Linked DNA regions of Sus scrofa: region 1 is linked to region 2. A link is a contact called in public Hi-C data. All regions are on one chromosome and are shown on one strand. Each heading gives the region's core, a stretch centred on a gene start, on an enhancer-like site or on the middle of the called end of the contact. The rest is flanking DNA. Distances are from core to core; before and after follow the strand shown. Region 1 holds the start of C6H16orf70 (UPF0183 protein C16orf70 homolog). Region 2 has its middle 20 kb from the start of CBFB.

Region 1 (6,133 bases), core at 3,083-5,582, 94 kb before region 2:
TTCTTCTCTCTCTTCAGGTCTTGGCTCAGACTTCACTGCCCTGGCTGCCTTATTTAATGAAGCTTCCTACCCCATTTATGTGGAAGAATCTCTCCTATCCTATGGATAGAGACAGTGTCTGTCTTAGGCTTTATCCCCCAATGCTCACTCACCACGCCTGGCAAAATAGTGGCTCTCTGTATTTGTTGACTCTGAATGAGTAAAACAAAGCAGTTAAGTACAATATATAGATTGTAGAGGCCCTGGTGACCACCCTCCCCCTCTGAGAAGTGTCATCCTGTCTCTACTAATACCATTCTCTTCTGCTATTCTTCCAACTTTCCCAAGTATGATAGGCAGTATTTCCTTCTGCCATTCCTCATTCACTCAACCTAGTTTCTGACTCTTATGTGTTTTCTGTATATATCAAAAGGCAAAAAAAAGTTGACAGATGAAAGGTGACATTTTGGCTTTTCCTCTGTATTCTGGATCTCAGTATCTCTAACATCCACAGTCACTCATGACTGAATCAAGAAACCCCTAGATTCCTCTTCCTTACCTCTCCAAATCTAGTCTCCAAACTTTCTTCCTAAATCCAGACCCATTTTACTAACAGACACCCTTTTTTTCCATATAACACAGCAACTCTTTTATAGCATCCCAGGCAACTAACTACCAAAGAGAACAGGGAATCTGGGGAACTGATCTTTTTCCACTAGTACTTTATGCTCTAATTACAATACCAAATTACTTATAGCTCCCCACATACACCATCTATCCTTTCTCCCCCCCCCCTTTTTTAAAAAAGGTGACTGGAAGATTTATGTCTATGGAAGTATAGATGAAAACTTTTGTCAGTAGACTTTTGATAGGCCTCCCTGGTGCTCACTGGCTCCAGGATTGGTGCTGACTTCTGCAGATTAAAAGGAAGCCTTCCCTGAATTCCCAGGTGAGGTCCCTTTTCCCCCTCCATAGCACCCTATACAACCTCCACCTCATTTTAATAAAATGAACTATTTCTGTAATCCTTCCCTCCCATTCAACTAAGCTCTTCAGGGCATATGACCACTTCTTACTCAACTTTCAATGATTATAAGCAGAGTTCTCAGAATGAGTCTTCAATAGAATAAGCCCTCAGTCTCTCTGAACAAGGTAATCTCAGAGAAGGCAGCTATTCTTCAGTGACTCTTTAAATCTACCCTGCTTGGGCATTTTCAAGATTAATATAAAAACACATTAAAAGATGTCTCAATACATTCTGCAGGTCTCACTGAAAACATTTCAAGTTTGCACTGCCTTTACTTTACCACTGGTCAAGCCATGAGTGGCACCCTCAAAGATTCCTTTCTGTCTAGGTTTTCCTGTCCCTGTGTTGTCGGCATTCCCCCAATCTCCCAACAGTACATAAAGGCTAGGAAGGCAGCCAAAAATCTGGATGCATTGTGATGCCAGGCAGATGATAGCAAGGGCTAGATACACCTGCATTTGCATAGATTCTGAAAAGAAGCCTGGAGACAAAGCTGAGCCCATCCGCAAAAGGCAGAAGAGTGGGAAGCAGGAAGTCCCTGTTCAGCTACTCTTTAATTTTTTTTTTTTTTTTTTTTTTGTCTTTTTGCCTTTTCTAGGGCTGCTCCCGCAGCATATGGAGGTACCCAGGCTAGGGGTCTAATCAGAGCTATAGCCACTGGCCTACGCCAGAGCCACAGCAACTCAGGATCCGAGCCGAGTCTGCAACCTACACCACAGCTCACGGCAACACTGGATCCTTAACCCACTGAGCAAGGCCAGAGATCAAACCCGCAACCTCATGGTTCCTAGTCGGATTCGTTAACCACTGAGCCACGACGGGAACTCTCCTGTTCAGCTACTTTTTAACCTACCTTTCTGAGCCTGTTCCTTATCTGGCAAACAGAAGTTACCTTACAGGGTTGGGGTGACTTAAGCCTAAAAATGTAACCTAAGGCAGACGTAATTTTTTTTTTTTTTTGCTTTTTGGCTTTTCTCGGGCCGCTCCCTCGGCATATGGAGGTTCCCAGGATAGGGGGTCTAATCGGAGTTGTAGCCGCAGGCCTATGCCAGAGCCACAGCCACGCGAGATCCAAGCCGGGTCTGCAACCTACACCACAGCTCATGGCAATGCTGGATCCTTAACCCACTGAGCAAGGGCAGGGATAGAACCCACAACCTCATGGTTCCCAATCAGATTTGTTAACCACTGCACCATGATGGGAACTCTGGGCAGATGTAATTTTTAAGATACACAAAGTAATCACCAAATTGCAGGTACCCTCTATGAGCTTTCCCTCAAAGTTTAATTCTGAACCCAGTGTAAAGAAGTGCTCTTTTTACTGTTTGTGGTTGCTCTCTAGGCAGTTTGAAGGAACTACCCAAACCGTTGGTTACTAGAAACTGGCAAAGTTAGGAGTAGGGGTTAGTGTATCAAGTCTTATTCTCCCACCCAATTTTTTGAAATCTCAAATGATACCCTAAAATCATTACTTTTTTTTGGGCTGTGTCCATGGCACATGGAAGTTCATGGATCAGGGACTGAACCTGCATCATAGGTGCAAACCAAACTGCAGCAGTGACAACCCTGGATTCTTCACTAGCTGAGCCACCAGGAAATTCCATCCTAATCATTACCTGTGACCAAGACTGTACCACAGAGATCCACAACCTAGTTGCACCATCAAGCATAGTTTGAAGCGATGGCTGTGGTTTTCACTCTGCCCTGTGAAACCCTAGTATGAGCCAAAGCTGTGGTTAGGGAAGGTTCTTTCCCACCTAGAAGCCAAACAGCATCAGCATAACAAATGGGCTTGGAAACTAAGCTATCACTAGCTTCCCAATCAAGTTCTTGGTGCTTCACAAGAAGCTGGAGTGTTTCCTACCAGCTAAAATTCTGTGAAGAACTCTGAGGAGAGGTATAAGTTTTGAGAGAAGTTAGCTGAAAATTCTCAATAAACCAAATCAGCTCCCACAACCCAGAGGAGGCTTGTTCAGTTCACGGAGACACAGAGCACCGGCAGAGTCCTATCAGCACATCTGTTCTGCAGTTTCTCACCTACTCTATCTCCATAAATATAAGTCTTCCAGATTCAAGGATAAGATATAGCCCAATGGAGCAGCTGACTCAGTCCAGTAGCCATAATTAGTGTGACAAAAGTTCAAGCCTGTACAAACAGCACAGACACCTGCTCTCCACCCCCTTTCCCTAGTGCTGGAAAATAAAAGTAAACACACTCTGGGGTTACCGAATGCAAATACTTGTACACGTTAAAGTGGTGACATTAAGGATAGCGAAAAATGGGCCCAAACCCACAAAATGTCCAAACTGCATTCCCCACAAACTAAATGTTACTTTCCCCAAACTCCTGTCTCATTCAACTTTTAACTCTGTCCACTAAGGATTAGGTTTAGGATTACACCACATATTGACCACATTAAAAACAAGAAGAAAACTAGACAAAAGTTCCTTTAACGCACACAAACTCTCCTCAACTCTCTTGACCAGACCCCCAACATCTGATGATCGTAAAGGTGCCTAGGTTTCTCCTTCCGGAGAGGCAATCAACAGCCCAGAAAAGCAAAGAGACAGACTACAGTGGCGGTGTCAGTCACTCCTAAGCTATTCGGTCCACAAAGTGAGGATAGTAATAACAATAGTAGCTACCATCAAGTCCCCGGAGGCATACTTGAGATAATTAGACACCAGAGAGCAGGGCCTGGCCTTGAGTTTAGTGTTTGGGGTGCGTCAGCCATTATTGTTATTATTACTGTAGCACTGCCCCCTCGAGAGGCCTGCGGAGGACGGAAGAAAGGGACTTCAAGGCCCGGCTGTGCGATAGGCTACTGAGTCGGGACTGTAGGAGAGGGTGTCTAGTGCCCGGAGCCCAAAGAGCTGAGGAGCCGTGGGCGCAGGAGGGTAAGGGGAGGAGGCCAGAGGTGGGAAGGGCCAGGAAGGAAGGAAGGATCGGCGAGTAGGGTCGTGAGAGAGGATACCACTCACCCAGCGCGAATTCCCATTGCTCGTTCCCCAGAGAGCGTTCGGGTACCACCTCCAGATCCAGCATTGGTTCGGCTCGCCGGGCCAAGGCGGCCTCCCTGCCGTAGCGCAGATGGCAGCGGAGCTGAAGAGACAAAGTAGCGGGTGACCCACCGCGCCCCCTGGCCCTGCTCGCCACCTCCCACCGAGTCGCCAGCGCTACCGGCCCCACAAACTTCACCTGACCTCACCACACCTCACCTCACCGACAGCAGCCGCGGCGGCTTGGGGCAGCAGCGGCAGCGGGAGCTGGAGCGTCTGCGGCAAAAGTGGCGTGCCGGGCCGTAAAGTGTGGCGGAGGCGGGGCGAAGGCGGGATTTCCACGGTTAGAGCGGGACCAAGGCGGAGTCACGCACGCGCAAACTCCGGATAGGCGGCTGTTATAGATGCCTTACGGTACCATACGGAAGTGCGGGCTCTCTTGGAACCAGGAGCATCGTACTCCGTGAACCCCCACATCTGTACACCACATCGCACACGTTCCACACGAAGATGTGTGAACCGGGCAACACATACATGTAACACGGCTATATAGCACCCGTCTGCCGTCTACGCGTACGTCTCAACCACATTCACTGGGCTCAAAAGGCGAGTTATGAGGGCGTACCCTCTGAGGCCCACCGGGGAGGGAGGACACGGAGTCTCAAAGTACAAGGCCCGCGAGCGCCCTGCCGCTCCCGGTTGGGGCCAAGACCGACCCCGGCAGCAGCTACCTCTAGTTGGCCAGGAATGACTCCTCACTGCAGCCCCTGGGTCTCGGGTCGTACTCAAAGTGCGTGTGTAGGGGCGGGGGGAGTTAGGGGAGAGGACTAGGTAGGGGAGGACGTCCTGACTGACTACTTCGTGCTGTGCGCAGGCCCCAGGGCTGGGATCCCGAGGCTGCTGAAGCTCAGACTGAGTCAGAGTCGGCTGTGTCGCTGACTCTGTGGGGTCTTGACCAAAGGTCTTGTCTTTATGCCTCAGTTTCCTCATTTAAAAGCTTTTAGTTCGGGCTCTGGGTACTCTAATACTGACATCTTATGGAGCCAACTCTTCATGGACGCACATGGACGCAGTGTCTGGATTGTCACATCCACCCTGAGACTAAGATTGGTTATATCTCACTTTACAGGCAAAAAAAAAAAAAAAAAATTGACGCCCAGAGAAGCTGAATGGCTCGTGGTCCTAGGCGTTAGAACTCAAATTCTTAATATTACATTGCCTGTGGAGGAAGGTTTTTAGCAGGGGAGAAAATGACAAGCTAAATTCTTAAAACTAGTAGGAGTGGAACGTGGAGGCTCTATCAAAACTTTAAGTCAGGAGTTCCCGTCGTAGCGCAGTAGTTAATGAATCCGACTAGGAACCATGAGGTTGTGGGTTCGATCCTTGGCCTCGCAGTGGGTTAAAGATCTGGCATTGCCTTGAGCTGTGGTGTAGGTCACAGATGCGGCTCGGACCCTGTGTGTTGCTGTGGCTGTGGTGTAGGCCGGTGGCTATGGCTCTGATTAGACCCCTAGCCTGGGAACCTCCATATGCCGTGGGTGCAGCCCTAGAAAAGACAAAAAGACAAAACACACACACACACAAAATACCTTGAAGTCACTGCTACTTGTATTAAAGCAAACATGGAGAAGGTTGTCCAATTGCAGCATCCTTTGCCAGACTAATAGAACTGAGTCATTGAGATGTCCATCAGTAGGGAAGTGACCAACTAAACTCTGACATATATATAACAGGATGAGTTTTTAAAAGATGAGATATGTCCCTATATGCTGATGTGGAATGACCTCCACAAGAAAAAAGCTAGGTGCGAAATTGTAGTATTATGACCCATTTTTTTCTGTAAAAACAAATAAAAGTGGCCATACTGAAAAAAGGAGAACATTTCTTGAAAGAAAAACATAAAATTATCAATAATACCTAATACTGGGAAGGAGGCTGGGGGCCAGGGACATTTACTTCTTACCACACATGGCAAGCATTAAAGATGTGTTTAGGGAGTTACCGTCGTGGCGCAGTGGTTAACGAATCCGACTAGGAACCATGAGGTTGCGGGTTCAGTCCTTGCCCTTGCTCAGTGGGTTAATGATCTGGCATTGCCGTGAGCTGTGGTGTAGGTTGCAGACGCGG
Region 2 (6,170 bases), core at 2,993-5,492:
GGAACAGCCTGGGGTCAGACCTCAGGATCTCCTGGGCAAGATGTCCCCTGTAGGCACTGGGAGGAATCAAGCCCAACCAGACCCCAGCCAGAGCCTCCTGAGTTCTTCACAGGTTGCCCAGGGGGCCTAAGCTCCCAGTCCTCACTCTGGCTTCTATGATGAGTGGCTATTTAGTTGCCTGTCCCCTGGTTAGGGGTGGGCAGAGATGTTCTTCTAGCTATGCCTCCCCTGAAATTGGAGCTGTCACACATCCTCTGGAGGCCACACTCCCTCAGGGATTGTTCTAGGTCTGGATGGAGGTAGCAGGGTAAGTCGGACAGGTATGGATCAAATTCCCACTCTGCCACCACTAGCTCATCTCCTGCCTTGATTTCTTTATTGGTAGAATAGGATTAATGAAATCCATGTGACAACATTGTTGTGAAGATAAACTTTTGCTTGATAGGGGTTCTCCCCACTCCTCCAACCATCCTTTTGCTTTGGGGCCTGAAATGCTGGGGTATGAAGTATCAGGTGCCCCCTATTACATGGGTCTTTGCAGCCTCTAGTTATCTCAGATACTCAGGAAACCCCTAAAAATAAAGACCCTAGTCAACTTTGTAGTTTGGGACATAAAAATCTCTGGTATGCTACACTAATGTTCATAAGCATTTTTCACAATGACCAAAAGGTGGGAACAAGGCAAATATCCATAAACATATAAATGGATAAACAAAATGTGGAAAAAGACACATGCACTTGTATGTTCATTGCAGCACTATTCACAATAGCCAAGACAGGGAAACAACCCAAATGTCCATCGACAGACGACTGGATTAAGAAGATGTGGTGTATATATACACAACGGAATACTACTCAGCCATCAAAAAGAACAAAATAATGCCATTTGCAGCAACATGGATGGAACTAAAGACTCGCATACTAAGTGAAGTAAGCCAAAAAGAGAAAAATACCATACAATATCACTTACATCTGGAATCTAATATACAACACAAATGACCCTTTCCACAGAGAAGAAAATCATGGACTTGGAGAACAGACTTGTGGTTGCCCAGGGGGAGGGGGAAAGAGTGGGATGGACTTGGAATCTGGGGTTAATAGATAGAAACTATTGCCTTTGGAATGGATAAGCAATGAGATCCAGCTGTATAGCACTGGGAACTATATCTAGTCACTTATGATGGAGCATGATAATGTGAAAAAAAGAATGTATATATGTATGTGTGACTGGGCCACCTTGCTGTACAGTAGAACATTGACAGAACACTGCAAACCAATTATAATGGAAAAAATAAAAATCATTCAAAACCAAAACAAAATGTGGTATGTACACACAATGGAATATTATTCAGTCCTAAAAAGGAACAGAATTCTGTCATATGCTACAATGTGGATGAACCTTGAAGATATGCTAAGTGAATTAAGCCAGACAAAAAAGGACAAATATTGTGTGATTCCACTTATATGAGGTACCTGGAATACACAAATTATAGGATAGGAAGTAGAAGAGTGGGTACCAGAGTTTGGGGATGAGTGGAAATAGGGAGTTATTGTTTAATGGATACAGGGTTTCAGTTTGGGATGATGAAAAAGTTCTGAAGATGGATGGTAGTGATGGTAATGTGACCATACTCACTGTCACTGAAATTAAAATTGTTAAAATGGTACATTTTGTGTTAGGCATACTTGAGCACTCAAAAACCCCACAAAGAAACCAAAACGGGAGTTCCTGTTGTGGCTCAGGGGGTTAGGGACCCAACTAGTATCCATGAAGATGTGGGTTCAATCCCTGGCCTCACTCAGTGGGTTAAGGATCCAGTGTTCCCATGAGCTGTGAGGTAGGTCTCAGATGCGGCTCAGATCCTGAGTTGCTGTGGCCGTGGCGTAGGCTGGCAGATGCAGCTTCGATTGGACCCCTAGCCTGGGAACTTCCACATGCTGCAGATGTGGCCCTAGAAAGGAAGGAAAGAAGGAAGGAAGGCGAGAGACCAAAACCAAACAAAAACCTGTGGGACGGGCTGGGGTGTGCCCAGGTCAGGTTGCTAGATACACCAGAGAGTGAGGAGTCTGGATGCAACACCAAGACCTAATCCAATGGACAGAGAGCTCAGAATGTGGATGTCCTGAGGGGTGCACTTGAGACAACAAGGAAAAAAGCCAAGTGTTCTGCAGGCCAGGCGACTCTGCTGCAGCTCCCCTTGACTGCGTGAGCAGAGGAGGCTTAGCCTCACAGGGAGCAGGTGGCAGCGCTCCCTTCCTCCATGGTCTCCCATTGAGAAACTATCTACTTCACCCAACCATCTGACAGATGGAAACATTCAGGGCAAGTCATATGCTCTTATTGAGGATCATTCCTGCGTCCAGGCTTTGGAGGGGCCCTGGGGAACTGGGTATGGAGGGAACAGAAGATTCCAAGCTATCAAAGCTTCACTCCTTGTAACATATAACCTGCCCAAGGCCTCAGGCCAATGGGAACAGGCATAAAGTTGCACAGGATTAAATGGTAAATAGCAAGCTAGGTGCAATGATAGGAGCGGTGGCAGTCTGGGTGGACTTCCCATAAGAAGTGGCTTTAAGTAGACCTTGATGGGTGGGAGGATTTGGAGAAGGGGGAGAAGCATTTGTTCTGAGTCTGAGTAGCTGTGCACAGTAGGGCAGTGAAAGGGCCTGGACTAACTGATGGTCAGTGAGATAGGTGGGCATTCTGGCATGTCAGGCTAAAGGGGGTGGTTCAGGGCCCCAAACAAAGGCTAAATCTCTGGCTCTAGACTGAAGCAACAGGGAGCCTAGATGCTTGTCCCAGATGTGTCTATGGCTAATCTCCTCAAGGCCTGGGAGGTGGGACAACCCCTAAGACTCCCTCCTGCATAGCCAGCCTCAGAACTGCCCTGCTTCTCAGTCCTTAGTGCTGGTGCAGCCTCATCCAAAAGGCCATTTTCTCCTCCTTAAGCTTCACACCCCCATCGTGGTTAAATCCAGCTGCAAGTACTTCTCATCCTTGTTGTAACATAGCCAGTGGGGCAGCTTCCCACCATTGGGGTTTCTGCCCAGAAGAGAGGATTATTCCTGTGCATCTTGCCTCCTTCTCTCACCCTTCTCTCATTCACCTTGCCTCATCTTGCCTCCTTCTCTCACCCTTCCCTCATTCACCTTGCCTTGGGAGTTGGGGGTCCAAGAAGGCTTTTCAGAGATGATACTTAGATCTTCAAGAAAGAAGAGGAAAGCGTATAGCAATGAGGCACCTTCCAGGCAGAGGGAACAGTATGGGCAAAGGGTTGGAGGTATGAAGGCCCAGGGCTTTGGGAGGAAGCGCAAGTACAGGGTTAGGTAAAAACACGGAATGTGTGAAGAGGATGGATCCGGAGAGGAGTTGAAACAGGAAGTGTTTTAAAAAGTTTTGTGCCAAGCTAAGGGGATGGGACTTTACCTGGGAGCAGAGGGAAGCCATGCAGAGTTTGAAGAGGTGATAATTCAGAAAGACCCCTTGAGTGTCATAGGAAGATGGACAGAATGCAGAGAGAATGTGGAGATGGGGAACTAGGCATCTCTGCCAGGGAACCCCCCCCACCCCCCCACAGCCCAGCTTGGTCAGACACCCCTTGATGCTCTCAAAGTGCCTCTGATCCCGCAACACAATCCTCACTAAACCAGATTGTAATTTGATGTTTTTTGTTTGTTTGTTTTGCTTTTAGGGCCACACCTGAGGCATGTGGCGGTTCCCAGGCTAGGGGTCAAATCAGAGCTACAGCTGCCAGCCTACGCCACAGCCACAGCAACGTGGCATCTGAGCTGCACCTGAGACCTACCTTACAGCTCATGGGAACACTGGATCCTTAACCCATCAAAGGAGTCCAGAGATTGAACCCGAGTCCTCATGGATACTGGTTGGGTTCGTTAACTGCTGAGTCACGACGGGAACTCCCCTGATGTTTCTGTTAAACATTAACAAGCCTCTGGAGAAGGGGGTCATGTCTGTGATAGCCTTGAACTCCAGCTCCCAGTATTGAGCTGGGCATGAGAGAGCATTGACAGTGACTGTGGAGTGCTTGAGTGAGTGAAGAGTGTGGTCATGGGACAAAGAGGAACCTATTCTAGGGACATCGAGGACCTGGTGACTGACTAGGGAAAGATGGGACATTCTGCTTGGGTTGATCACACATTTTCTGTGGGACATGCAAGGACAAGTATCTGAAACAGCTGGTCATCAGGTTTAGAATGACTGCCCAGATGAGTCAGGGGCCCAGACTCACCCTGTGCTGGCAGAGTTGGCCCAGTATTTCATCATCCAGAGGCTCAGCACCTTCTCCTTCCTGGAGGCAGAATGGAATGTGGCGTTTGGAACAGAGCATGGGGTGCTGACATGTGATCAGCAATGGAAGGTGGGTCAGAATACAAAGGTGGGGAGACTGGAAGTCCAGCGTGGGTGGCAGGTGGGGCTGTAGCCCCTTTGGAGAAGGGCCTCCAGAAGATGAAGCCGATCTCATCCCCATGGTCTGCACCATCAGTGCGGGATTGGTAATGATGCTGGGAGTGTGGTGCTCAATTTGTACACGTAGACAGGGAAGCCAGCATCTATGAACAGGGAAACTGAGAGGGGCTGCAGGAAATGGCCTGGCCTGGGCTTCTCATCCAACCCACGAATTCCACCCACCTGCATCAAGCTGGGTAAAGAGCTTGGGCTTCAGAACCAAGGGAGCAGATTTGAATCCTGTCCATGCCATTCATTAGCCACGTGACCTGGGGCAACTCACTCAACCTCTCTGAGCTGTAGCTCATCTGCCAACTGAGGACATGAAAATAATTCATGGGATTGTGGCAAGGATCGCAGAAGCCTTTCTGAACTTGCCTCTCTCTGTTTAACATTTACGGTTCTTCACTGTCTACCTCTGCAGCCCCTCCTGTGACCTCTCACCCACATGTTGCCCAAGCCCTGGTCAGCCTGGGCAGGATCTCCAAGGTGCCCCTAAGTCTGTCAGTTCTTCCCTGAACATGCTAGGCTGTCTCCTCTGGGCGGACCTTGGTCTTGCCCTCCTCAGCCCCAGGGAACAGCCCCTCTTCTCTCACAGTTGATAGCATGCTGCCTCTTTTGTGGCCACGTGGAATCCTACACCAGCCCAGAGGAACAGAGAGCATGGGTGAGCACTTGGTAAGTCCAGTGGCAGGAGTGGACAGGGGGTGCCCACTCCCAGGGACCCCACATACTTCAGTGATGGCGGGCAGCCTACAGCGTGGAGTGCCCAAAGGTAGCGCCCCCAGCTAGGTCTTCCAGACGGCTCTGTAACATTTTCCAGTCATGGTCATCGATATCACCCAGGTACTCCTCCATCACCAGTGGTAATTGCTCCTTGGTGATATTCTGGCTGGGGAAGCCACATCCACCCTGAGGTATGGGGTGCCAGCTGGGCCGGAGGTGGGCACACCAGTAACTGGACCCAGGCTCAGCAGCCCCAGGGGTTTTTGGCCTGGGGGAAGGGAGACAGGGAGCTTCCCAGGAAGGTCTCCCTCTTTGATGATTCTTACCCCTATGTTTTTGCTGCATGAGAACTGCCTGCCGTGTCCCTGAAGAAGCCCCAGGAGACTTGCCCACCAGCAGCCATCTGATTCCGTGCCAAACCCCAGGCCTCCCAAGAAAGACCTCTGTTCTGGCCGGGAGCCCTTTGTGAAGAGAAGCTACTAGGTAAAAAGCGGGGCGGGGGGGGCGGTCAGCCTTGTCCAACCAAACTGAGCACCCCTGACAGCACGGCCCCTCACCAACAGGGTGCGGGTATGCCAGTGCACCTTGGAGATGGTTTCTTTCCTCAGAGGGCGCTGGCTTATCGGGAGTGTCACGATCTGCTCCACAAGACAAAGACCCAGGTGTAGGCCAGTCCCAAACATCAGGAGGGATTCCCACCAGTGCTACACCAGGCCCCAAGGCTCTTGCCCATGTAAATGGTGAGTTCTCAGAGCACAAAGCCCAGGAAGAGCCCATGACCCTTTCCTGCACTTCTGTTCCCAACCTGTCCATCACCACCAATGAAGTGGGGGCCTGGAGGGTCCCCCACTCCTGAGATGGGTCATCTACCCTGACGCAGGAGCAAGGGAGAGCCTCAGGATATACAGCTGCCTGGAGGATAAGAAATGGACAGGATAACCCATCCAAACTATGACCTAAGATTCTGGGGCCCCAA

The links. A called contact is a pair of places that touch in the nucleus more often than the background predicts.
Region 1: a contact with region 2 is called in a Hi-C map of liver, with 2.8 times the contacts expected there. The contact joins the promoter of C6H16orf70 here to the enhancer-like site in region 2. A contact is called at or near these places in 12 of 47 Hi-C or Micro-C datasets (alveolar macrophages, embryonic fibroblasts, epiblast stem cells and 5 more) and 2 of 2 datasets of contacts at active chromatin or transcription factors (alveolar macrophages and skeletal muscle).

Annotation. Positions count from the first base shown.
Region 1 is chr6:27,755,775-27,761,907 of Sscrofa11.1, reverse strand. It overlaps C6H16orf70 (UPF0183 protein C16orf70 homolog), which reads right to left and starts at 4,332. Exons shown (of 17, transcript XM_021094040.1): 1 at 4,226-4,332; 2 at 3,989-4,109. The coding sequence starts at 4,052.
Region 2 is chr6:27,661,558-27,667,727 of Sscrofa11.1, reverse strand. It overlaps the pseudogene LOC110261349. Among named protein-coding and RNA genes, the nearest start is that of CBFB, 20 kb to the left of the region's middle. Within about 2 kb of position 4,242, at least 12 of the 83 cell types and tissues checked have an H3K27ac peak or open chromatin away from gene starts, as enhancers often do. A contact at or near this core is called in alveolar macrophages and liver, where this site is marked.